4 separate regions of the Mus musculus genome follow, and regions 1, 2 and 4 are each linked to region 3. The links are chromatin contacts, called in public Hi-C and HiChIP or PLAC-seq maps. All regions are on one chromosome and are shown on one strand. The core of a region is the stretch at or near the end of the contact, and the rest is flanking DNA. Distances in the headings are between cores, read along the strand shown.

Region 1 (6,416 bases), core at 116-2,615, 36 kb after region 3:
CTTCAAGAGCTCAGCAGTCTCCTGTCAGATGACTCCTGGGCTAGAGGTGACACTGAAGAGCACAGAGCTGGAATCTGCTCCAGGCCTCAGAAGCCTTTCTATCTCTAGCCCAGGTATCTACTGAAGGGCAGACATGGCACCAGGAAAATTTGCCCTTTCACCTTCCCTCTCCCCTGCTAAACCATTAGATTACATTCCTAAAGCTAGCCTCCAAGGTTTAGTCCCTTATTTAGCCACTGAGTCATTTCTGAGACTAAAAACCAAGGCCTGGCATTCACAATTCATTATTTGGCTATACTGGCTAACCTGCCCAATCAGGACTTACCAACTCATCCCAGCATAGACTTCCCACCCCCCTTTCTACTTAAAAACCCACTCCTACAGAGAGAGAGAAACCCCTATTGATGCCTTTGTCCAATCTACACCAATCTAGATGTAGCCCTCCACCCCCACCCCACTTAACTCCCTCAGGTAATAAATCTCCTTTTTGCTATCAGGGTATGTTCTGTCTTGACCCTAAGCCACACCTCCTGCCACCACAACACTACCCTTAGCCTTCTGCTATATGGGCACAATGTAAATTACACAGACAGATACACACACACACACACAGGGGGGGGGGAGGGGTGTGTGTGTGGGAGAGAGAGAGAGAGAGAGAGAGAGAGAGAGAGAGAGAGAGAGATTGAAACTGTTCAGCTCCTAGCTGCAATGAACTCCGAAGCATTTAGGGACATGCTCTCACGCTGTGCCAGCCAGGCACACTGAATGGTGGAAGACAACAAAACTACATGTGCTTTTGCGAAGGGCAAAAGAGAGGTGGTAAACGAATGCTCTATGCTTAGATGAGGGTGGGAAGAAAAGGACTGATAGGTACCACTTAAGGATTAAGCCTGGCCTGTCAGTCCAATTGTATTTAGCAAAGCAAAACATTGCATTAATACAGGTTTACAACAACAAACAAAAGAAAATCTAGACACTTGCTAATGGAGAAAAATGAAGAGATCACAGAAGTTGAGATTCCTGGCATCTTTTGGAAAATTTGAGGAGCTTGAAACACAGCAGCTGCCTCCCCTATGACATCACTTGGCTGCATGGAGTTGCTCATGCTGCCTCTTAAGAGAAGGTTCTCTTTAGATGGTTCCCATCCCGTCTCCATCATTCTCAGCCATTACTCACCTGTTCATGTAACTAACCTGGGTTTCACCTGTCAGAGTTCTGATAGACTAATGTTGGACAGAATACAGTCATATCCTTTCCACAAGAGGAAGAACTTCAGCAGAAGTAGAAAGTACTGTTTACCATGTATGAGTTTCTAGAGGGAGCAAGTGAACCTTTCTCAGCTTTGACTGTTTAGTCCCCATCTTTAGCAACGAAGTGTGTAACAAATACCTCCTAAGGCCTCTGCTTGTAGCCACCAACTGTGTCAGCCACATTGCTGGTCTTATTCTTCTTGCTTAAGTGATTAAGACATTGGAATCTGACACACTTGAAGATTTAACTACAACTGACAACCATGAAATTAATGGCTTCTCTGACATCCCATTAAGGTATCTGCGTGCCCCGAGGCTTGTTATCTGGCCTAAATTCAGTTGTTCCAAAGCTTACTAACAGTTTAGGAGTCAGGGCACTGCGTGTTTTACCGAGTTAAAACACCACTGCTTCATAAAGTCTGCATCTTTTATTTGAAAACATTTTGATGACTGGTGGTTTGGATACAGCTCGTTCCCTAGAGATCTGGTCCTTAGTTTGACTGCATGTGAAGTGGTGGGACCTTTAAGATGTGAGACCTAGAAAGAGTTAGTATTGGGAGCACTATCCTGGGAAGCTATTCAGGAGGTTTTCAAGGAGGTTGAGCTAGCTCTCTTGAGAATGAGTTACTACGAGGCCTCTTCTTTCCTTTGGGTTCTTGCCTGGCCATATGAGTGTCTTCCCCAAGCACTTCCATCACAAAACACCACCGGCCATTAGACTCTCAGCAGAGGCCTGATCTGATCTTGGACTTTCAGTGAATGAAAGCAAACCTTTGCTTCATGAAGTTGCCCCATGCTCAGGTTTACTTTTCGTTGTTGTGAGAATACATTCTGAACAAAGGCAAGCTGGGGAGGAAAAGTTTGTTTCAACTTGTATTTCCAGTCCGTCAGTGATGGAAACCAGAGCGAGAACTGAAGCGAATGCTGAAGCAGAAACCAGAGGAACTCTGCCTACAGGCTTGTTCTCTCTGGCTCCCACTTGGTCGGCTTTCCCTTATAACCACAATCACCTGCCTAGGTATGGCCCTGCTTTGAGTGTGCCTGGCCTCTTCAATCAATTAGCAGTCAAGAGGACTACCCATAGACATGCCCACAGGCTGAAATGATAGAGGTAATTCCCCAATGGGGACTCCCTCAGTTAACTCTGGGCTGTGTCAAGTTGATAACTGAAGCTAACTTGGAGATCTAGCCTCACGTATTTCATTAGAGATGTGGAAAACTTTAATTCATGAAGGGATACTTAGAATAATTTGCTACTTTCCATAAGATTGGCTCTTCTGAAAAGAAACCCAATGAAAGTATTTTTTCAAAGTTACTTGGTGTTTGCTTTTTTGAGCATACTAAATGTATGGTGTCTTAGTCAGGGTTGCTATTCCTGCACAAACATCATGACCAAGAAGCAAATTGGGGAGGAAAGGGTTTATTCGGCTTATACTTCCATACTGCTGTTCATCACCAAGGAAGTCAGGACTGAAACTCAAACAGGTCAGGAAGCAGGAGCTGATGCAGAGGCCATGGAGGGATGTTCTTTACTAGCTTGCTTCCCCTGGCTTGCTCAGCCTGCTCTCTTATAGAACCAAGACTACCAGCCCAGGGATGGTTCCACCCACAAGGGGCCTTTCCCCCTTGATCACTAATTGAGAAAATGCCTTACAGTTGGATCTCATGGAGGCATTTCTTCAACTGAAGCTCCTTTCTCTGTGATAACCCCAGCTGTGTCAAGTTGACACAAAACTAGTCAGTACAGATGGAATATATAAAGATTACTATATCGGGATGGCATTGTACTTATCTCTGTTCATTTTCTGTTTCTTATAAAAGAATATCTGAGACTGGGTAGTTTATGAAGAGCAAAGAGATTTATTTTGGGTCACGGATCTGGAGGCTCGGTGTCATAGCAACAGCAGCTGTCAAGAGCAACAGCAGAACATGGTAGAAGGTGAAAGCCAACTAAGTAAATACACATAAAACTGCAAATCACAAAAGGTAGTCTGACCTTATGACCGCCCACTCTTGTGATAAGTAACCTATTCCCAACAGGCAGGCGTTGATCCCTCTTATGATCTGATCCTCCCCAAAGGCCCTGCCTCTCACCACAGCCGCAGCGCCAAATAAATCTCAACACAAGCTTCTGGATACGAAAGGAAACATGGCAACCATATATCATGTTGTCTCTGGTCACCTGTATGGTCTAACCCTTGAACCCCAGTTCCCTGCAGCTAACCTGGGATCAATAGACAACCTGATGAACCTCACAAACAGAATACCCCGAAGAACCTGTTTATGAGAGCAAAGTCTTACTCTGACACCATTTCAGAGATCTCAGTCCATCTCAGCAGAGTTCATGGTGACAGGAGAGTGTGGCACCTCACATCATACCATACCAGGAAGCTGAAGGAGTGGCTGGAACTAGGGATCATAATTCCCCAAACACCCTGTGACTGCCCTATGTCCATGCTACTCATGGCAAAGAACACTCTAAACACGAGCCTGCAAGGAAGATTTCAAGTTTAAACCATATGGCCGTCTGGTCTACAACCTGCTTCCCTGGTGGGCTAACTGTTTCTGGGGTTGATCCTGTGCCTTGTTCTGATTAAAAAAAAAAAAGACTTATTTATTTTATGTATGTGAGTCTAGTGTCACTCTCTTCAGACACACCAGAAGAGGGTATCAGATCCCACTGCAGATGGTTGTGAGTCACCATGTGGTTGCTGGGAATTGAAGTCAGGACCTCTGGAAGAGCAGTCAGTGCTCTTAACCACTGAGCCACCTCTCCAGCCCCCTTGTTCTGGTTTTTAATAGTGGTAGGTTATCAGAGATTTCTAAGGTCACTGGCATCTCTGGTATCTTAGCTATCTTTCTACTGCTGTGCTAAAACACAAAGACAAAGGCAACTTACAGAAGAAAGAGCTACAGTTCCAGAGGAGAAATAATCTGTGCTGGTGGCAGGGGGGGAGACAGGCATAGTGGCCTGGAAGAGCTGAGAGCTTACATTTTGAACCTTGATCATGAAGCAGAGAGAACAAGCTGGAGATATCAAGTCTTTACATTGTAGAAGCCAGCCTCCAGTGACATACGTCCTGCAACAAGAACTCACCTTCTAAATGACCCCAAATGGTGCCAGCAACAGGGGAACATACATAGGTTCAAATGCATAAGCCTATAGAGGACATTCTCTTTCAAACCGCCACGCCCAGTAAGCCACGAGGACACTGAGATCATCCTCCAAAACAAACAAAACTCTTCCTCCTAGTAGAGGAAGAGGACATTCTGCTCACAAGGTTTAATCTATGAGTTCATGAATCTATGATTCTATGAACCCTATGATTCAGTTTTGGCACAGGCTATGGGGCCACATCTGTTACTCCCAAAGCCAGGTGAGGTTATAGATTCAGTTCAGTTGAAAAGAACCAGAAGAACAAAAGCTATTCATGTTCAAACCACAGCACCGTCCATAAAACCCTTTGTGAGCAAGTCCTTGCCTGGTATGTACCTAGGGATTAGTTAAGAGAGTGCAAGGAGCCAAAGGATAAAGAGGTGAGTGGTAGGGTGTTTCATTGGTGAGGGTGAAAAGGTTTGCTTAGCCTGACTGATGGTTCAGCTTCCAGTAACAAAACACTGTAATCAATATCAAAAACTCAGACCTGTGAATTTCTAGAAAGAAAAGAGTTTGTTATCAATTACTCTGGACATCTCCCAGCACAATAAGGTGTCCGCGAGAGGAGCCAGAGAAGCCTGCAGAAAACCATTAAGGAGGCTGCACAAAAGAAGACTACGCTGGGTCTCCTGGGATCCAGCTTCTTTCTCTTACCAACCTTGCTAGATGAAGATGTCCCCCTAGCATCCCAAGGTGTGAGCAAATGGGAAGATATTTTCACAGTTACAAGTATGAGGAGGGAGGAGACAAGGGCCATGGAACTTTAACTTTTTTTTTTTTTTTTTTTTTTTTGGTTTTTTCGAGACAGGGTTTCTCTGTGTAGCCCTGGCTATCCTGGAACTCACTCTGTAGACCAGGCTGGCCTCGAACTCAGAAATTCGCCTGCCTCTGCCTCCCAAGTGCTGGGATTAAAGGCGTGCGCCACCACGCCTGGTGGAACCTTAACTTTGAAAGGAGCTTATGAGTGAGTATGCCAACAATTTCTTTAAATCATTTTCTTTTTATATTTTGCAACGTTAAGGATTGAATATAGGGCTTCACACATGCTGGACAAGAACTCCATCTTTAAGCTACATCTCCAGCTCCTTTGCAATAATACTACACATTCCTGTACACTGCGGGGAAGGGCTCTCCACAGAAGGGGACTGTGTGTAATGGCATGTTAAAAACAAAAGAGCATTTCTTTGTTTTGATCTGTGTCTCCCCAATTCCTGCCACAATGGGGAAATTGTACCTTATAAGGAGATTACTAACCAACCCGTCACTGCTGCCTATGAAAGAGCTGCTTGCCCAGTGCGGTGGTTTGAATATGCTTGGTGTAGGGAGTGGCACTGTTAGTAGGGATGGCTTTGTTGGAGGAAGGGTGTTACTGTGGGGGTGGGCTTAGAGACCCTCCTCCTAGCCACGTGGGAGCCAGTCTGCTCCTGGCTTCCTTTGGATGAAGCTGTAGAACTCTCAGCTCCTCCAGCATCATGCCTGCCTGGATGCTGCCATGCTCCCAGCCATGATGATAACGGATTGAACCTTAGACACAGGAAGCCAGTCCCAATTAAATGTTTCCCTTTCTAAGAGTTGCCTTGGTCATGGTGTCTCTTCACAGCAATGGAAACCCTAACTAAGACACCCAGGGATTGCTGTTTTGAAGATTATATGACTAACTCGTTCCCATCGTTTGGTGACATGATTATTATGACATAAAGTTCATCAAAAATTAACATCAACTTTCTTTGAAGAAATAGTTGTGCTCATCAAAATAAAGTAGTGTTCCTTATAAACACAAAAATCAGCTGAATTATTTAATCTCAGTAGTGGAATAGAAACTTATTGTATCCTAAAAGCTATCAAAATAGAGATGTGAATTATGTGGTTATAATGACCATAAAAGACATTCAAATTATGCAGCCTTAATAGGAGAAATGAGGTAAGGTTTAAAGAAAGAGAGAAAAAGTATGGTCTCCTAGTTGGTAAATTAGAAATACTAACCGGAAAAACACTATTTAATATAAAGA
Region 2 (6,414 bases), core at 77-2,576, 57 kb before region 3:
GCCTCAGCTCCCGAGTTTTGGCTCTTACCCCTGGAGGCTGGGCCTGCAGGACCTCTGCTGCCTCCTCCTCACTCAGACTCAGCTGCAGCCATATGGGATGGGTATGCAGGAGCCGGTCCAGAATGCTGAGCCTGTTGGAGAGGCTGTCATAGCCAGAGTCTCGGGGACATGTCTTCCCATCCTTGTCTTCAGAGTAGCCACCATCCTTGTGTCTCACCATGCTAGAATAAAGAAAAGAACAGGGCTCAATGACTGATGCTGTTCCCTGAAACTTACTGGACAGATCTGTCACAGCATATGTATACAATGGGGTCACCGCCCTCCAGTCAAAAAGTATGGAGGACAGATTCATTTCTTATTTTACTCTCCCGTATTTTCAAAAGGTCCTAAGTACCATAAACTGTTTGGCTTAGGCTTGTTTGTCTTTGGGCTAAAGTATTTGCTACTTGGAGGACAGAACTTCAAACTGCTAAATTTCAGGCTTTCTGATGCCTGAAGTCTCAATGCTTAAAAGCACTTGTCACAAACACAAGTTCTGTTGAGCTGTATTACAGTCAAAACACACTTAAGGATATTTGTTCTGTATCTAAATTACTGGTTTTCATTTCTTCTTACAAACCTAAATATTCTTTATCCCCAACATTATGGATAATAAAATATCATAATTCAGTGGTGCTGTATGCGATGTTCGTAAAATTATATGACATTATTCATAAAAGCCAACAAATATGTGCCCTAAAAGCTTTTTATAGTTGGGTGTGGTGAAGTGGCACATGCCTTTAATCTCAGCAGTCAGGCAGTGGAGCTAAGGCAGATCTCTGTGAATTCAAGGTCAGATGGGGGAACATAGTGAGAACTTGCCTCAACAGCAACAAACAAACAACCCGAACCCCACAAATAAACAATTAAAAAAAACATTAAAAAAAAAACAGAGATGCAACCCAAAATGTGACTACTGATAAGAGGCTAAGCTAGATTACTCAGCTACAAAGTGGAAGGCTACCACACAATGCCCCTGGAGAACAGCATGCTAAGTGAGAAGAGCCAGGTGTGTGAGTCTGTCACCTGCTGTGGTGGTGGGGCAACGGGGCACTGAGCTAAGGTCACAGTATTATCTGACTCAATTGTACAAGTTCAGAATGGGAAAAGTCTTAGGGAGAGAAAGTAGGTTAGTGGTTGGCTAAGATTAAAGAAGAGAGAGATGAGAATCAACTACAAACAGGTACCAGGTGTCTTTGGGAGTTGTAGGGAATGTGGTACGTGGTAACAACAAGGACTACACAATGTCATGAATCCACTAAAAACTCCGGAATGACTCATGTCCTACAAATGGAGAGGTTTTGTGGTCTGTGAATCATATCGACAAATAAGCCTCCTTCACTGCCAACACTTAACTGTAGGTGAGGAGTGAGCAAACTGAAGCCTGAGGATGTATGGAGCTGCTGGACTCTGCCAGCGTGCAATCAATCATTTACTTCTTGAAGTACCACACTATGTACTATGATGCTGGTTTTAAAGAGGGTGATGGTCTAGGCACACACACGTATGACCGGTGTAAGTCTAGCACTTAGAAATGGAGGAAGAAGGACCAAGAAATCCAAGGCAGCCAAGTGTGTAGCACAGGCCTTTAACCCCAGAAGTTTGGCTGGTTTTGAGTTGGAGGCCAGATTGATTTACATAGTGAGTTCCAGGCCAGCCAAGGCTACAGGTGAGATACTGTTTCAAAAACACAACAGAACACAGCACAAAAAAAGGATCAGAGGCCAGATCTTGATCAAGAGCATGTACGTGCTAGGGAGAAGAGTCCTGAAATTCTAGTCCAAGGTGGCTTAGCTCTGGGGACTCTCTCCTTCTCCTAACACTGATATCGTTCCTGACTTGGAATGAACAAGTCCCTAGCACAGTCCTGGAACAGGCAGCAGGAACGCATGCTCAGTGTGGGATATATTCAGTCATCAAACACACACCCAGGGTGTGCACTAGATAAAGCCTCAAGATTGGGGAGGATGGAAGAGTGGAGGGTTGCAGAAAGGAGACATGAGATTGTCTATGTGGGTGATGTCAGGCCTCAGAAACAGCCAAGCCGTGCTGACATCATGGAGACAGAACCAGAGCCCTGGGAAGACCATCCCACCCCTGGCCCCAGTGTCTTGGTTTTATACCAATCTAAACAGCCCCATATTTCATTTTTCTTCTAGATGCATAGCTAAAGCACCATCTATGCACGAGGCTGAGGTAGAGAGATCAGTTGAACCCAGGAGATCAAGCCAGTGAGATTACAGCTGTCCTTTATGCAAAAGCCACTGAAGTCCCTCTGGGTGTTCTAAAGTGACGATTCATAAGAGGTAAAAGAACAAACTCTTCCAAGGAAAGCTGATGCTAAAATCCCTTTTGCACAGGTGAGTTACCTGACGACCACTGCCTCTCTACCCTGGCCATTTACAGGGATCATCAGAGAAACTTAAGAGTCAATAGTGACACTGCTCCCCAGGTCAAGTCAATGACACTTTGAGGCAGGATGTGGGTATGAGAATGCAGGGGAATCCAACTGGACCCACATTTAAAGGCTTTACACCTTGCCAAATTTTTGAGTGTGGGGATCCTCTGGGGACTGGTGCAGCCACAGGCTCCTGGTTTTGACCCCCACAATTCTGATTCTGTAGGTCCTGGTGGACCAGAGCCGCTGCAGTTCTCCCAGACTCTGGGGAACATGCATCTTGTACATCTGAGGACTCCGATGTATGTGTCACTTGGCTGCAGAGCTAAGTAGGAAACGTGCACTTTGGGTTCTGATCAGTTAGCTGTTTGTTTTTGTTAGGGGGCTGGAGGAGGGGATGGTAACATGCCACTAAAGAGATGCTTGAAGTTCAAAATCATTATTTCAGAGTCAGGGAGATATGGGAATACAGCACTTGCCTAGTATGTTCAAAGCCCTCAGTAGGTTCCTCAGCACTTCAAACCAAACCAAACCAAACCAAACCAAACCAAACCAAACCAAACCAAACCAAACCAACTCAAAAACCATAGCCCAACATTTCCAGTCAACACTAATTTACCATATTTTAACAAGTCCAAATCTGACAGTGTCTAACACAATGACGTTCCTCTCCCATGTGTCAGGCAAGAAGGTGTTTTGTTTCTCCCCAGACAGTCACATCCCACGAACCTTCCTCCCCAGCTTGAGGTTTTTCTGTTTTGTTTTTTTAATGCTCTTTGCTCTGATGATTGACCTCAGCCTAAGCAGTCAGGGCCCAGACAGGAAGAGGGTGAGTAAGATTCATGGAGCCTCATAAAGAAGAAACCATAAATTAGACCTGGCAATTAGTCTTTGGTATTGACTTGATCTAACCGGCCACGTGAGGTTTATAGCGTATTATTACAGGACAAAGTGGCTTTTATCAGGGATAATCTTCAGAAAAGAGCTGATGGGTGAAATACGGACTGTCAGGTGCATGCTCCCAACCCCTCCTGAGTTCTCTCTCCAGGACAGGAGCCCACACCCTGGTTGTTAGGGGCACTGGCTACCAACAGCGGAGAGCCTCCTCATTCTCCTGGAAATGCCTGTGAAGCTGTATCTAACCCAGTGGTTCTCAACCTTCCTAAAGCTACGACCTTTTAATATAGTTCCTCGTGTGGTGATCCCCAAGCATAAAATTATTTCATTCCTACTTCATAAACGTAGTTTTGCTACTGTTATGAATTATAATGTATTATCTGATATGCAGAATATCTGATATGTAACCCCCAAGGGGGTGGTGACCTACAGGTTGAGATTGCTGTGCCATCTCCCTGGGAAGCAATCATTGCTCCAGACATACAGGTGTGGCTGGAGAAGGGAGTGACTTTTTTTTTTTTTTTCTGAGACAGGGTTTCTCTGTGTAGCCCTGACTGTCCTGTAACTCACTCTGTAGACCAGGCTAGCCTCGAACTCAGAAATCTGCCTGCCTCTGCCTCCCAAGTGCTGGGATTAAAGGCGTGTGCCACCACTGCCCAGCAGGCATGACCTTCTTGTCTCAAGATGGGGCGTCTCTGGAGTGAGATTTAGAGGTTTTGGCTTGTTTGTTTGTTTGTTTGGTTTTTGGTTTTGTGGGCCTTGTTTCCCTTTCTGTCTATCCCCTTGCTCCCAAGCTCTTCTCTCTCGAAACCATCTGCACAAGAATCCCTCTGCTTCTGCAGAATTCCACCCAATACAGACCTATCTGAGAGTAATAGAAACCAGTGACTTCTAAGACAGACAGACAGGTGTCTCTATGTAAATGAATGCTGACAGAGGTTGCATGGCTCAGAACGTTAGTAAGGCATCACATGATAAAATCCAGGCACTTAATGACATGGTCACAGTGTATTGGCCCAAGGGCCAGCCTCCAGGGTGGAAGCCTGAAGTCTCTCTCTTAGCTGGTCCAGACATGTGAGACCTGGGCCAGCTCCTTTTCTGAGCGTTACTGTTTTATTTGTAAATGGTACCTTCAACACCAGGTGGTGACTCTGCCTTAAGGCTCACCTGCCCGAGAGCAAGAAAGGATTGTGAATGTATGCTAAGTCCAGTGGAAGAAAGACCATTAGGAAAAGAGGAGGAGTCCAGCAGGACACAGGGGGTTTTAAATGGAGGAGGGACGGAAAAGAGTAACAGAAGACAAGATATTGTATATTTTCTCTCATGTGAAGCATCTACATTTAACAATGCACACATATGACATGAAAGCAAAAGGGACTACTTGAGGGGAGGGGGGTTAGCAAGAGAGTGGGAAGCAGGAGAGGGCAGGGGACAATGGGAGGAGAATAAATACCCACTGGAAAACTCATAGCCTACATCTGTTGCCATGGAAACAACAGCCCAGCATCGTGGCTCTGAGTTAGACAGCTGAGTATTCCAACAGAGCTCTCAAGCACCTGTTGCCCCTAGGTCACACCTGACTTAACGCTCTTCGGAGGATGACGGGCCTTTTCACTTTCTTCATTTCTGGGAACTGGACATTAATAGTTGGAGGAGGTAGAGGGGTCAGTGAGAAGGAGAGCTCTCAGCAAAACAGCCAGGATGACGCTGGACATAGTTTCATTAGAATCAGCAGGATTAGGCTCATCTCCAAGAAACTGAGGCTGCGTAGCAGACTCAAGGGGAGACTCTTTCACTTTCTGATCAGAACCTGGATGTCCGCAGTGCAGCACCAGTTCTAGAGACCACGGAATATCCAGATGCCTTCTTGAACACCCCAGCACACTGTTCCTTCTCCCATGCTTCATCCAAACACATCTGAAGTGTTTATGTTGACTTTATAGTTTAGTTTTGTTTTTTTCACCAATGAAATGTGAGACGGTAAAATAAAAACATATACCAATGTGAGGTTAGGGTGTGTAGCCTAGGATGGGCATGGTCTTGGCTTTGATTCCTGGCTCTGTCCAAAATAGATATATTGCCGGGCGGTGGTGGCACACACCTTTAATCCCAGCACTCGGTGGGCAGAGGCAGGCGAATTTCTGAGTTCAAGGCCAGCCTGGTCTACAGAGTGAGTTCCAGGACAGCCAGGACTACACAGAGAAACCCTGTCTCAAAAAACCAAAAAGAAAAAAAAAAGAACAAAATAGATATATTAATTTATTAACAAACTTAGTGAATCAAAATTGAAGTGAGGTTGTTTCAGTCAGAAAAATATTAGCACAATAAATTCAGTCCATAATTTTCCAAATATAAGAATCCTAGTTTAGGTGTTAATAACAACAACAACAACAACAACAACAAAGGCAAAAGCCAGATTCTTACTGTCAATCAAGAACAATCCATATCCACCTGGCTATTGGGTCTCAGAAGATGTACAGTGCTCTGGATGGTCCAGTCTTCAGCCTTGGAGTATAGGGACTGTCAAATAAAAATTATAGGACTCCATTGTTATAGACTAAATTCCTGCCCCAGGCCTAAACAAGTTGCCTGAAATCAAAATGGAGTCACTGCTACTCAAAGTCAACCAAGTTGTTATCTTTCTTTCAGAGAATACTAGAAACAAACAAGCCCCAGAAAGAATAAACAGAGAGGTAACAGCCGGTTTCCCAAATAAGAAAGTTTCCGTTGACTTAACCACATCCCTTCTGCCTTAATCAAGTAAAAAGGTTACCTAAAGTAGCCCATGTTAACCAGTTGTCATTTTCTCTCTCCTCCTTCATCCTCATTTATTTTTTTTCTGAGATAGTGTTTTTCTATGTATTCCTGACTGTCCTATGATTTGCTATGCAGACCAGATTGGTCTCAAATTCTCAGAGACCCGCCTCTGCCTCCCCAGTGCTGGGATCAAAGGTGTGTGCCTTTCTCCCTTTAAGACCAGGTTTCACTAGGTATCCAGGCTGGTTCAAACTTGTAATCCTCCTACCTCCATTCCTCAAGCCCCTACCTCCTGGGTTGTCTGGGTTAGGCAGCCTCCTGAG
Region 3 (6,236 bases), core at 3,092-5,591:
ACTGAATTGTACAGGCAGCTTGGAGGAAGCTGTGAGATTCAAAAAGGAAGGCTCATGATGACTGAACATGCACATTGCTAAAACTGGAGCATGTTCTGGAGTAATATCTTTCATATATAAACTCTTTCATCCAATTCACCCTTCAAATGTGGTTGCAGTCGGTGTACATATCTATCACCTGGCTACAGATAGCACGTTACCCTGTTTAGGGTTCCACGTCCCTCCATCTCCCCATGTTTGCATACTGGCCTTATAGAGCAGGAAAAGAGTATTTTGATTTTTAGTTTTGTTTTTTTGTTTTTTGTTTTTTTTTTTTTTTTTTTTTTTTTTTTTTTTTTTTTTTTTTTTTTTACAGAGGTAGCTAAGGAAAATGAATCACGATGCTGTGAACAACTGGAAAACATGTGTATCCAGAGTAGGATTTATGTGGCTTCCAGGATGTGACCCTACAGGAACCATGACCAAGGGCATCCACAGTTACTCCAGGATGCTTGGACCATCTGGGTCTTTTCCATGCGCCCCATGTCTTCTAACCTAACTTGCTTCCCTGACCCAGGACACGTGAGAAACCAAGAAACCACAAATCAAAGCTTGCCACTGGTGGTTAGCAACTCTGCTTTAGAGCACACACTGGGCAGGGAGAGTAGTGATGAAGAAAAGGTTGCTGAATGTCTTCCAATGAATGAGCTCTGCACAAAAACCACAGAGCATTAATAACCATGAAGGATGATAAGCCTAATGTGAAGTTCAGTTACGAGTCAAGACTCCTCATCTTTTATGATGTCTGAGAAGAAGTGCTTTGCCACTGCGTAGGTATCATTCTGAATTAAGCTCCACTCCTACCTGTTGTAGTAAATACGTACTCTCAATTGAGGGTTTCTACCCCACCTTTGATCATCCAGTTCCCAGATAAATGACACACAACCTTTATATTTATAAGCCTTTAAAGTACTAGAGCTGGGCAGATGATATCAACACTCATGTTATTCTGTCTACTTCCCTACCAATAATCCTGAGATATGACTAGCCTTGTTCTACTTGGGCCACTCTTACTCCAACTGGTCAACCCTCACAGCCATGTTTTCATGACTCACCTATCTCACTGTGTCTTTTTCTCTCCCCACCTTCTTCTCTCTAATTTCTCCCCTTCACTTCCTCAGACCCCAAGCCGCTAAACTCCACCTACCTCTCTTCTGCCCAGTTATAGGCTATCAGCATCTTTATTCAACCAATAGTTTTAAATTAAGGAGCAAGGTCACATAACATTACTTTGAATATGTACAGATTCTCTAGTCCCTGGAGGCAACCAGGCCTTTGAAAGCCAGTATTTAACATTACAATACATAGCAAAAGACCAAACCTCAACACCCACCTTCCAATCTCAGCTGTCAAGTGTAGTAGCAATTTTTCTGGAGCCCCAGGTTAGGCTGCCTATTCTCTGAGGCCCCATCTACTCCGAATCCTAGGGCCTGTTGTCTTCTATGATGATGATACTGTGGTTCTGGGCTGATTTGGTAGTTATCTTTCTTTGTTACCAGACTAGAAGTTCCATGAAGCCAGGGTGGCATTTGGGTTTTCTCTAGCTGGTCTGGGTCAGGACTTGGTGGAATCACAGGTGCTTAAAAGACATGATTCTAAATAAGATGAGGTCTGACAAAAGAGTCCATGGTCCTCGATGTCCTGAGGGGCAAGTTACATGGGCCACTGGATCCAGTTTGCTATTAATAAGTGTTCAAAGGGCATTACTTTATCCATGCAGATAGCTCCATGCCTAAGGCTGGTGCAGACCACTGAACAACAATGTCCATCAACACAAGGGGGGGGGGTGAGACTACATAAAAGGGACTATCATTGACATGACCATCTAACTTAGAGAATATAATTTAAGCTCTGTCAAACATATAGATAATAGTAAATGGTTCAGACTCCTTTGCCAGAATTTTCCAAAGGGGGCTCTGACCCATGAGAGGTCAAGAAACAGAACTCACAGGGTTTAGCTAGCTTTCATCTTTTCCCCAGGTGACTCCTTCACATGGCCTAAGACAGCATTACAAGCCGATTCCTATGCCTGCTGCTTCACTGAAAGCTGAAAACGAAAACAGGACTGGAAAAACAACAACAACAACAACAACAACAAAGCAAACAAACAAATAAAAAAAACCCCAAAACAACTGACCAAAACTGACGTCAGGGTGGACGGTCCATGGAGTCCAACAGGGCATCTTCTTTAGAAATTTTCAAACTCAGTTCTGACCACACTCTATTTTCTTTCGCCCTGACTTTGAAGTCTAACTACTATGTAAGCTATGATTCCGCAGGGTTCCCTGTACATCCTAAGGTGGTAATTAAGGACTAACCAATATTTAGGCTAATTTAGGCCATGCCTTGGGATAAAGCAGTGTTTGAGATGGTGTTTTTGCACGCATATCTCAGCGTAAGATACAATCGAGGGCTCCGGGCTTCAGCTCCTGGTCCCCCAAGAAACCGGAGGATGAAGCTCCTCCCTCCCGTTTACACAGGTTTGATGAAAGCTGAGAAACCTCGCTGAGGATTGAGATTAGTTATGTAGACACAGCTTAACGACCTGCACGGAGAGCGGAGGTCATTTGTGTCAACATTACTTGATTCTTCCAGGATCTTCCTGTCCATAGCCTTAAGGCTATGAGTCAGTCAATAGCCTTTCTGTTTGCTGCAGGAAGTCTCAAAAGTTTGCTCACTTGGGAGAGCAGCATGCTAGTCAATGGTTTACTCAACAAGACTCACCTCTGTCTACCAGTTCTGAGACACTCCCTCCCACGCCTCGCTAAAACCCAATCAGAGATGTTGCTTACTATCAAGCTTCACTAAAATCCAGTTACACCCTGCTTTGGAGAACTCAGCTTAAAGGACTTGGGACTCAGCAACCAAAACCTACCAACGCACCTCCCAGGGGTCCCTGGCTTAGACACTGATGAGACTCTTGGCCCTCGTTTCAGCAATAAGCTCAATAAAGCTTGCTCTATCAACAAGGTTTCTGATGGATTTTCTAGGGTCAACCTCTGACATATGATCAGTCTCAATCTCTTTGGAAATAGAAAACACAGATACACATACATACACAGATACACATACATACTTATGAACACTTAAGGGCTTTGGATTTACTAACCACAAGCACTCCCCCCACCCCCCTTCTCAGTAATAAAGCAATAAGGTTTCCTTGGTGCGCCTCCTCTGGGGACAAGGACCATTGTTTGGGACACCTGACTGCAATACACTTCATGTGCACATTTAACTTCCTTTAGTCTATTCCCCCCCCCCCCAATCCCCAGGGCAGGGGGTGAGGTGTGAGTCAGGATTTTCCAAAATAAATTTGCATTTATTTGAGGATATGAATAAACAGGTCAAAAAGCCACAAAAGGAAAACTAATTTGCAAGTTCACATTAGAAATGGCCATCAAATCTTAAACATACGCACTCCATATAAAATAACCTTAAAAAAAAATCTCTCATTAAACCAGAAAGTTACTTTAGCCCCAGCAATGCCCACGTGAAACAGACAAGCTGTATGACTTTAATCTTGTCTTCCCCTTGCCCCACCATAAGAAACCTTTGAGTGTTTGAGAAACTAACATTTGATCAGCCTAAAGTGAGGTCCTGGAATCATTGTTTTGCTTTGCTTTGCTTTTTCTTCTGCTCTTTAATGATTCAGTCAGACGAATACACTGGTCTCACACCATTAATTTTTTGGAAATCAAAGTCCAGCTTTCATCCTGAAATTCCCTAGCTTAAAAAGCCTGAACAGCACACCACTTCAGAGCCCCTCTAGGGTCTCACCGTGTGGCATCTCTGACCCAGACCCCAGCCAGTGAGGAACTATTAAACCACAAAAGCCCCAGCCCGCTGAGCACCACCGTGCTCACAGGCAAGCTCCCCTGGCCCCAGCTGGTCTAGCCAGCAGGCTTTTAAGCTCCAGCCTGCAGCTTCGGGTGCCTGCAGCTCCTCAGGCTGCCGCGCAGAGGGAGCAGAGCTGAGATCCCAAATCCAGTTAGTTTCCTTTTACCTTAAAGAAACTTCCTCGCTTGTCCAGACCTTGGGCGCCCATGGTCCACGCTGACATTTCCCCCAGCGAGGCTCTACAACATGCCGGGGACTCCTGAAGGTAGAGACATTTTCAATGGTTAGTGGAGCCTGTAGGAAATTCCTTTCTAAGCCACAGAGCACTCACAACAACAGTCCTGCCAAGATCTTTTTCCGTCAACAACATTGTGCCATTTATTTCCCACCAAAGCCCTTACATCTCCTTTCAGCCCGGTTTCCTGCCGCGGCCAGCACTCTTCCTAGACTGTGCCCCACCTCGCTGCCCCACCCCCTCTGCCAGCAGCTGACGTAGAAGGTCTTCAGGACTTCAGGGAGCATAAAGATGGCTTTGTGTGTTTGCTTGACCCCAAGCTGAAGTCCAAAAGGAACCAATATTAGTTGTCCCCATAATCTGCTGTGAAAGCTTATAGATTTCATATGGCAGATCGCAGAAGAATGGATCCCTCTATGTCCCAGGAAATCCTGCTGTTAGGGAGTGAGGTCAGCATTCCCTCAGTTAGCTCTCCTCCCGGGCAGGCAAGGTCAGCAGAAGGGCACTAGGGAGAAATCCCTCTGTTTTTTCCCCCCTTAGAAGCCAGTGGGACTGGGATGCAGCCCAGAGAGTCAGTGTTTACAGAGCTCATTTGTGTAAGGGGACGCATGTAAACAGCTCCAGGATCATCCAAGGGCTTGGGCTCACTTTGGAACACAGAGGAAAAATTTAAAGGCAGGATAACAACATGGTCCTGAATCATCGCCGAGACTATCATGCTTGGAATTTCCCTTCCTAGGACAGAAACCAGTAATATCTGCACACACCCTGCAAAGACTTCCATCTTCATTTCAGTCTTAGCTGGGTACACACACCTGGTGCAAGAGACCTGGCTGAGACAGGTGTGTCTTGGGGTGGCAAGGGAAGTCCCCAAAGCCTTACTTACCCAGTGAAACTGTACAGCCAGTGAAACTGTACAGGTTTAAACAGAAATCTCACAAAGGGCTGGCTCTCTCTCTCTCTCTCTCTCTCTCTCTCTCTCTCTCTCACACACACACACACACACACATACACACACACAAACATGCCTTTCAACCCACTTGCTATAACATGTACAAGCCAGGGCATATTGCAGACACAAGCAACACAGAAAGTAGGAAGTGCAAACATCACTTGAATCACTAAGGAATATTAAAAGTGGTTGGGCTGCAGGCATGAAGTGGTGAGGTACCAAAGCCTGGATGACAGAGCCAGCATCAGACACTTGGATGCTGAGGTCAGCGCTAGTGACAGTCTAACAAGGGGAAAGGCAAAGTCTACCAGTGAGCAATGCACAAGTGTAAAAGCAAGAGACTTTGTAGAGATTCCTTTGATGCCCCCCAAACTGTCTCTCAACCCACACCCACAGTGAGCTGTTAGGTTGGACTCAGGTGTGGAATCTCATCTAGGCAAAACAGCATCTCACGCACCTAGCCTTCCTTTCAAAACCTCCTCTAGTTGACTTGTTGCTCCATGTCTTGGTCACTTTCTCTCTGGCATCCTGTTCCATTTGTGATCCTGCTGGGATGAAGGACAGTGATCCAAAACCCTCCTGGAGAGATGGCAAGCTTCACGGCAATCCTGCTGACTCCAGAGGTTCACGCTCCCGGCTCAGCATCGGAGTGGAAGTCCAGCTCCAGGGCCTTTGAAGCCCATCCTTATTAGCAACGTCCATAGACTGGCACCACTCCAGAGGGAAAACACAGCGCTGTGTTCAGAACTGGAGAGGGATGGGAACCCTGGGCAGCAGATGATTAACCGTTTAGACCCAGAAACTCAGACACTTTCACGAAGCACACACTTTAAACAAACCTAAAGCTTGTCTTTTTTTTTTTTTTTTACCTCTGGACATTTTCCTGGCAGGAGATTCCACATAGCCTGGCAGTTCAGGAAATGCTAAGAGAGAGCCAAGACGCCATTCCTCATGCAGAACAGTTTCTTTCTTCTGTTCCAGGGTTTTCCATATACAAACCATTCCTCATGATGAGCTCACAAGGAATTCTTTTGGCAACGGAGTCGTCTGAATTCCTTTAGTTTGCTGGTGATTTAACTAGCGGCTGATACGCACATACACCTGTAACTCAGGCAGTCCTGATTAAACACCTAGTTTAGATTCTGTGGGGCCTGCAGATTGCTGTATTTCTTT
Region 4 (6,909 bases), core at 4,231-6,730, 55 kb after region 3:
TTACTAAAACTGAGAGTGGTGACCTGGAATAGAGGGTGGGAAGTAGAAGTTATTTCACGAGAGACTTGACAAAGAAGTAACCTCTAGGGTAAGCCTAGGTGGATGGACAGACTTTAGGTAGGAAGAAGAACCTGGGCGGGCAATGAGAGGTGAAGCTATGCTCTGGGGAAACCACAGATCCAATGCTGACACCACTGTAGGAGCCTTGAGAACTCTATGGAAAGCAATCAGAATCTGGCCAGGGCATGCAGAGCTGTCTTGCAGAACATACAACGACATTTAGGTTCCACACTGCAGTGGACAATTAGGCCCAGCCTCAAAGCTGGCTGGCTACCAAGACTTGAAAACCAGTCACAGATATAAGTTCTAAGATTCTGTTCTGTTCTGGCTTATTGAACCCCAAAACTCAGAGTAGTTTTAACCACTAACTAGTTCTGAGCAGGACTGTACAATGGCAGAAGGCCAACCATATGGGGCATAGCATACATATGAGATAAATACAAAGGATGGGGCATATATGTAAGGTCTATTTAGGGACATAAAACTTAAGTGCCTGGGGGAGGTGGGAAGAGGGAAAGACATCTAAGATAAAATTCAGGGGTCTCATTTAAGTTGAGTAAAGAGCAGTGGAGTTCACAAACTCCATGGCATGCAGACAGATAGAGGTGGTAGAAGCAGTGGGTCACCAGTAACCAGAGTGGCCACGACTTAGGCAATGGTTGGCTCTGTGGAACCCAAGCACACCTGAGACAATGTAAAAAAAAATGTTCTGAGGCCAGAATTCCCAGTGTGAAGCCAATACCAGCTACCAAGCCCAGCAGGGCCAGAATCGCCTACAGCGACATACTGGACCCACTCCAGCTTGCAAGAGCTAACTGGTAAACACACAGGCATTTTGCCAGCTATTTATTACATCCCCGGTAGTTCTGTGCAAATATTTTTCTGCCACAGAGAAGTCACCAAATGGTGACCTAGCTTGACTTCCCTGAGAGCTCACGCCCAGAGCTGGCTACCTACACAGACTCTTGGAAACTAAGGATCAATAAGTAAGTTCACTGGCCCTGCCCCTGAATTACTGAGCCAGAAATGATAGGAGAGCCTTCACAGCTGCTCTTCCTCCACCAAGGGGCTTGGAGTCAAGGTGGGAAGGTAAAGAAGTTGGCTGTCGATATGCAGACTTACCACCTGTTACAGCAAAAAGAACACTGGACTAGAAACTGTGGCTTTCCGTATGCGTTTAATACACACTCGTCTCTGCAAAGTCATCAAACTTCAGTATCTACAGAGACTGGAGCTGGGGGCTAGAGATGTAACTCAGTGGTAGACTGCTTATCTTATATGCATGAAGCCCGAGGTCTTCACGATCACACACACAGGTAAATACTTCTCACCCTCACAAAAGCTACGAATGCATCAAAATAAAAACTTAAAGTTTTGAATTAGATATAATTTCCAGTTCCTGACAGCTCTCAGCTTTAGTTTTCCGAATGAAAATACAATCTTGATGATTAAATTATAAATATTCTTTGGAAAAACTGAAAACAAATGTAAGTAGACAGAGGAGAGTATTGGGTTCTGGACTGATTGCTGGGGTCCCATCCATATCCCCCTGTCTTAGTCAGGGTTTCTATTCCTGCACAAACATCATGACCAAGAAGCAAGTTGGGGAGGACAGGGTTTATTCGGCTTACACTTCCATAATGCTGTTCATCACCAAGGAAGTCAGGACTGGAACTCAAGCAGGTCAGGAAGCAGGAGCTGATGCAGAGGCCATGGAGGGATGTTCTTTACTGGCTTGCCTCTCCTGGCTTGCTCAGCCTGCTCTCTTATAGAACCCAAGACTACCAGCCCAGAGATGGTCCCACCCACAAGGGGCCTTTCCCCCTTGATCACTAATTGAGAAAATGCCTTACAGTTGGATCTCATGGAGGCATTTCCTCAACTGAAGGTCCTTTCTCTGTGATAACTCCAGCTGTGTCAAGTTGACACAAAACTAACCAGTACAATTGACCCCTTGTCAACTTGACACACAAACACATCACTAGTAAGCCTCAACCCTTACATTCTTATTCATCCCCAAGATCTAAATAACTTTAAAAGTCCCACAGTCTTTACATATTCTTAAAATTTCAATCTCTTTATAATATCCATCTCTTTTAAAATTCAAAGTCTTTTTACAATTAAAAGTCTCTTAACTGTGGGCTCCAATAAAACAGTTTCTTCCTTCAAGAGGGAAAATATCAGGGCACAGTCACAATCAAAAGCAAAAATCAATCTCCAACTGTCCAATGTCTGGGATCCAACTCACGATCTTCTGGGCTCCTCCAAGGGCTTGGGTCACTTCTCCAGCCATGCCCTTTGTAGCACACACATCATCCTCTAGGCTCCAGATGCCTGTACTCCACTGCTGCTGATGCTCTTGGTGGTCATCTCATGGTACTGGCATCTCCAAAACACTGCATGACCCCTTCAGTCCTGGGCCTTTCAATTGCAACTGAGGCTGCACCTTCACCAATGGCCTTCCATGGCCTCTCACAGTGCCAAGCCTCAGCTGCTTTGCATGACCCCTTCATGCCTTCAAAACCAGTACCACCTGGGTGACCCTTACATATTACCAAGTCCCGCTGCAGCAGGAGTACAACCTTGGCCATCTCTGGAACATAGCCTCTTTGTGCTTTCAGAAAACACTTCCCAGAAGATGTCATCTCAATGATGCTGGTCTCTTCTTAATCACCGCTAATTTCTTAGCTCCAGCTAACCAGCATCAATAGTCCCAGTAATGCAAAGTTTTTGCTTTAGTAGTTCTGGTATCTTGTTAATCACAGCTAATTCTTCAGCCCCAGCTAACCAGAACTACAGAATCTTCACAATCAAAACAGCAATGGCCCTGAAAAAAGTCTTTAATTTTCCCTCTGAAATTTCACAAACCAAACCTCCATCTTCTGCAGTGTTCTCAACATTATCTTCCAAGCTCCTACACAACATCCGACAGAGCTCTTAACAACGGATGGATCTTCAAGCCCAAAGTTCCAAAGTCCTTCCACAGTCCTCCCCAAAACATGGTCAGGTTGTCACAGGAATACCCCACTCTGCTGGTACCAATTTGTCTTAGTCAGGGTTTCTATTCCTGCACAAACATCATGACCAAGAAGCAAGTTGGGGAGGACGGGGTTTATTCGGCTTACACTTCCATACTGCTGTTCATCACCAAGGAAGTCAGGACTGGAACTCAAGCAGGTCAGGAAGCAGGAGCTGATGCAGAGGCCATGGAGGGATGTTCTTTACTGGCTTGCCTCTCCTGGCTTGCTCAGCCTGCTCTCTTATAGAACCCAAGACTACCAGCCCAGAGATGGTCCCACCCACAAGGGGCTTTTCCCCCTTGATCACTAATTGAGAAAATGCCTTACAGTTGGATCTCATGGAGGCATTTCCTCAACTGAAGGTCCTTTCTCTGTGATAACTCCAGCTGTGTCAAGTTGACACAAAACTAACCAGTACACCCCACCCCCCACAATGGTGTTAGTGCCCTCGGTTCCCTGAGTGCTTGCTCACATTCTCTACCACTTGAGGATGTAGGGAGAAGGAAGCCAGCAACAAGTCAGGAAGCCCACGGCAAGCCAGGAAGCAGCCCTCACCAGAACCCAACCACGTGGGCACGCTGATCTCAGCCCTCCCTGGCTTTCAGAACTAAATGTAGTATATTTCTGTTGCAAAAGCTATTATCTTGGTAGTATTTTGTTATGGCCATGCTACCTGACTAAAACACATTCTAGTCTTTATTCACCTAGAAATAAATCTTACTAGGTGTTAGGAACATGGATATGTATGAATGCTCAAATGTGTTCGTATGTGAGGTACATGTGCACACACATTTTTTACATAGAGAAATCACTGCGCAGACTGTCTACTGGTGTATTCATCAGATATATCTACCTTGTCTCTTTCATAAGTGTAAAATATTACTTCAAAGACAGATAGATATACCACAATACCTCAACTAACTAAAAAAAATTTGTTTTTAGTTTTTTTGTGTGTATTTTAAACCATGTCACAACCTCTTTTAAACTATGAGCATTAACAATTATTAAATCTTTATAGGTCTGACAGGTAACATAACACTTCACTACTACTGAAATTCACAGCAATCAGGATTTGAATGCCAATGTGTGCTTTTAGCTCTTGACTGAAGCTCAGACTCTACATCCAATCCATGAGAACTTGATCCTCAGCCTTGGCCCTCCACAGTACCTGACCCCAAACAAGCTACTGACCATGGAGTGATTTTAATTTTGAAAATATAAAGGTAATTTTCCAGTATCTTTCAGCTTCCATTTTGCCAGGCTTGGTGGTAAGGGCCTTTACAGACCGAGCCTTCTCTCTGTCTCTTGATCCAGCTTTGTATGCTTGTGACTCAGCTTAGGGTCAGTGACATCCACCCCTTTCCAGGAGGCACTGTTTGCTACCAGTGTTTCTATCCCTAAGTTTCCATGTTGGGAAGCTTACAGGAAACCTGAGGTAAAAATTCAGTCTTGGGCTGGAGAGATGGTTCAGCGGTTAAGAGCACTGACTCCTCTTCCAAAGGTCCTGAGTTCAAATCCCAGCAACCATCCGTAATGAGATCTGACGCCTTCTTCTGCTGTGTCTCAAGACAGCTACAGTGTACTTACATATAATAATAAATCAATCTTTGGGCCGAAGCGAGCAGAGGTCCTGAGTTCAATTTCCCGCAACCACATGATAGCTTACAACCATCTGCACAGCTACGGTGTACTCAGATACATAATACAAATAAATAAATCTTTTTTAAAAACTCAGTCTTAACACTACCTAAAGCTGAAAGCAAAACTGACCTTCTGACACGTGTCCAGCCTGTAACTACTTTACATGTTTGTCCCCATTCTTAAACTACTTTGTCTCATGAACCTGAAAGGTTTGTTTTACAATAAGTAAGAAAAGGGCCTCATGTAGAGGTGGGGTCCCATCTACCTTTGGGGCTGATAATCTCGAGCTTTCTATGGACAAGATGACACGGAGTGGAAACTACTGAAAATACCTGAGCGTAACTAAGGTACCACTTTCAGAATGACTTGGTACGTCTCGTCTAAGGAGGGACAGAAAAAAAAAAAAAAAAAAAAAAAAAAAAACTCTTGCCTCGAATTTCTCTGAAATTAGACTCAAGTAAGTTCAAATGTGTTTGGGGTATATGAATCCGTTCCAAGTTTTTCAAAGCTGCATCTATATGGTAAAATTCAAGTCACTCACAAACATGTACCATGAACCCGTGGGGATGGTGATGCTCAACTCTTATAACTGCACCTTGTGAGTAGAAGTGAGTCCACCAATGAGACAGCTTTGTCTTTTCTCAATATGAGATTTATCTGTACATTATAAATAAAGAGGAACCCATGCACTGCTACAAAGCAGACACATCCTCAAGACTGGGCCTTTTGTCACTTCCCCAAAGCAGGATGTGGCGGCCACCTTTATCCCACTCCCTCAGGGTAGCTATTCAGCTGGTGCTGGCCAATGGCACACAAGGTGGCTTGCTCAGTCATGACAAATCAGCTTCCCAGAGGGCTGTGGGGGCAATTTAGTGATCCTGAGGAAGTGAATGGTTCTGAATCATGGAGCCGAGGGTAGAAGAAAAAAAAACAAAACAAAAAACAAAAACGAACCATGATTCACATTATCCAAAAGAAAAGGTTAAGGAGCAGGGGTTTGGGGACTACAGATTGAAACCACATAAACACACTTCAGTATCAGCAAATACCACACCGAGAATGTCGGGGTGGCTTCCGCTTTTATGGCGTGTAAAGGAGCAGCAGAAAAGTGACTTTCCAAAACAAAGAAACGCAATGATGACAAAGTAAACCAGCATCGTCCCAGTGCAACTGCACAAAACAACTGAACTCTTGTCAGCAAACTCAGGAGTGGTGAGAAGCAAAGGGGAGCAATGTAATAGTTTTTGATACTCTTCAACATTCCTTTATATGCCTTCTTTGATTTCTTTTGCATACCACCAAACTTTGAAACTTTGACTTTTTGCTTTATATTCCTTTTATCTTTACATATAAAAGCTTCTGCTGTATTGTCTTTTCTCTAGCATAATTTAATTCTCAAAATGAATTACTTAATAGCTTTAGATAAGAGGATAAGATTAAATCCATTCAAATGAAATAAAAAAAAAAACCAAAACAAACAAATCTGATTATCTCACAAGCAATCTTCAAAGTTACTGGAATCCATCACTATGGAACCTTCTGGAAGCAAACACAAAGCCATGAAGCTCAGACTCGATGTATGAGCTTATTACAACCACGCAGAAACAAATGTTGAGCCTCTTTGTGAGTAGAAAAACAAGACATAGCCAAATTTCATAAAATTAATTCATAGTATTGAATTAATGTTTGGAGGGGATCTAGTTTATTTTGGCCCTATAGATGAGCATGTAGACTTTAAAAATCAGGGGCTGAATGACTTTAACAATGTGGGTGGGGAGGGGGAGCAGCCTTGGGTAGAATGTTACATGACTGCAGCAGTTGCTGTGAACAGTCACCATGAGTCAGGATCAGGAAGCATCGGGCTGGTGGAGGCACCGAGGAAGAGAAAAAAAGAGGGCAGAGGAGGTGTACAGCACGGTCACCTATCCACGTACCACTCACAAACCTAAATGCTCAAGAGAGTCGAGCCTGCAGCAGACAGCCTGGGTATAGATAGCGTCAGAGTGGCTGGCTTTGGGTGACTCTCTTCCCCACGTTTGTGAATCTCCTACGGCCAAGCTTCTCAAACCTCAGCAATCCCTGCTTTCACACCCCACTTGTGACTTTTCAAGTACACATTTACGTCTCACCTGCCATGAAACGGTTCAGAGCAAACACGAGAAACACTTGCTTTCTGTGTTCAGCATTT

The links. Hi-C and Micro-C count contacts between places; a contact is called where the count stands out from the background. HiChIP or PLAC-seq counts read pairs in DNA pulled down with a chosen protein or histone mark.
Region 1: a Hi-C map of muscle stem cells shows a contact between it and region 3, with 1.4 times the contacts expected there. The contact joins the enhancer-like site here to the promoter of Rin2 in region 3. A contact is called at or near these places in 1 of 39 promoter capture datasets (trophoblast stem cells), 1 of 15 datasets of contacts at CTCF or cohesin (the NIH/3T3 cell line), 6 of 484 Hi-C or Micro-C datasets (liver, macrophages, muscle stem cells and 2 more), 7 of 115 datasets of contacts at active chromatin or transcription factors (bone marrow-derived macrophages, embryonic fibroblasts, embryonic stem cells and 4 more) and 3 of 9 other capture datasets (adipose tissue, liver and pancreatic islet).
Region 2: a contact with region 3 is called in an HNF4G HiChIP or PLAC-seq map of pancreatic cancer cells. The contact joins the enhancer-like site here to the promoter of Rin2 in region 3. A contact is called at or near these places in 2 of 39 promoter capture datasets (the 3T3-L1 cell line and stem cell-derived epiblast-like cells), 1 of 15 datasets of contacts at CTCF or cohesin (the NIH/3T3 cell line), 5 of 484 Hi-C or Micro-C datasets (brain, nephron progenitors, stem cell-derived neurons and 1 more), 2 of 115 datasets of contacts at active chromatin or transcription factors (pancreatic cancer cells and stem cell-derived neural progenitor cells) and 3 of 9 other capture datasets (adipose tissue, liver and pancreatic islet).
Region 4: a contact with region 3 is called in an HNF4G HiChIP or PLAC-seq map of pancreatic cancer cells. The contact joins the enhancer-like site here to the promoter of Rin2 in region 3. A contact is called at or near these places in 4 of 39 promoter capture datasets (3T3-L1-derived adipocytes, liver and trophoblast stem cells), 1 of 15 datasets of contacts at CTCF or cohesin (the NIH/3T3 cell line), 12 of 484 Hi-C or Micro-C datasets (the AML12 cell line, bone marrow-derived macrophages, dorsal root ganglion neurons and 8 more), 4 of 115 datasets of contacts at active chromatin or transcription factors (bone marrow-derived macrophages, embryonic stem cells, extraembryonic endoderm stem cells and 1 more) and 3 of 9 other capture datasets (adipose tissue, liver and pancreatic islet).

Annotation. Positions count from the first base shown.
Region 1 is chr2:145,744,915-145,751,330 of GRCm38.p6, reverse strand. The region is part of intron 3 of BC039771 (cDNA sequence BC039771); the gene reads right to left. Among named protein-coding and RNA genes, the nearest start is that of Gm34513, 24 kb to the right of the region's middle. Within about 2 kb of position 1,365, at least 3 of the 459 cell types and tissues checked have an H3K27ac peak or open chromatin away from gene starts, as enhancers often do. A contact at or near this core is called in muscle stem cells, where this site is marked.
Region 2 is chr2:145,838,518-145,844,931 of GRCm38.p6, reverse strand. It overlaps Rin2 (Ras and Rab interactor 2), which reads right to left. Exons shown (of 13, transcript NM_028724.4): 5 at 29-221. Among named protein-coding and RNA genes, the nearest start is that of Gm39954, 52 kb to the left of the region's middle. Within about 2 kb of position 1,326, at least 55 of the 459 cell types and tissues checked have an H3K27ac peak or open chromatin away from gene starts, as enhancers often do. A contact at or near this core is called in pancreatic cancer cells, where this site is marked.
Region 3 is chr2:145,784,221-145,790,456 of GRCm38.p6, reverse strand. It overlaps Rin2 (Ras and Rab interactor 2), which reads right to left and starts at 4,341. Exons shown (of 13, transcript NM_028724.4): 1 at 4,278-4,341; 2 at 4,043-4,135.
Region 4 is chr2:145,729,267-145,736,175 of GRCm38.p6, reverse strand. All of the region lies in intron 2 of BC039771 (cDNA sequence BC039771), which reads right to left. Among named protein-coding and RNA genes, the nearest start is that of Gm34513, 8.9 kb to the right of the region's middle. Within about 2 kb of position 5,480, at least 39 of the 459 cell types and tissues checked have an H3K27ac peak or open chromatin away from gene starts, as enhancers often do. A contact at or near this core is called in bone marrow-derived macrophages, pancreatic cancer cells and trophoblast stem cells, where this site is marked.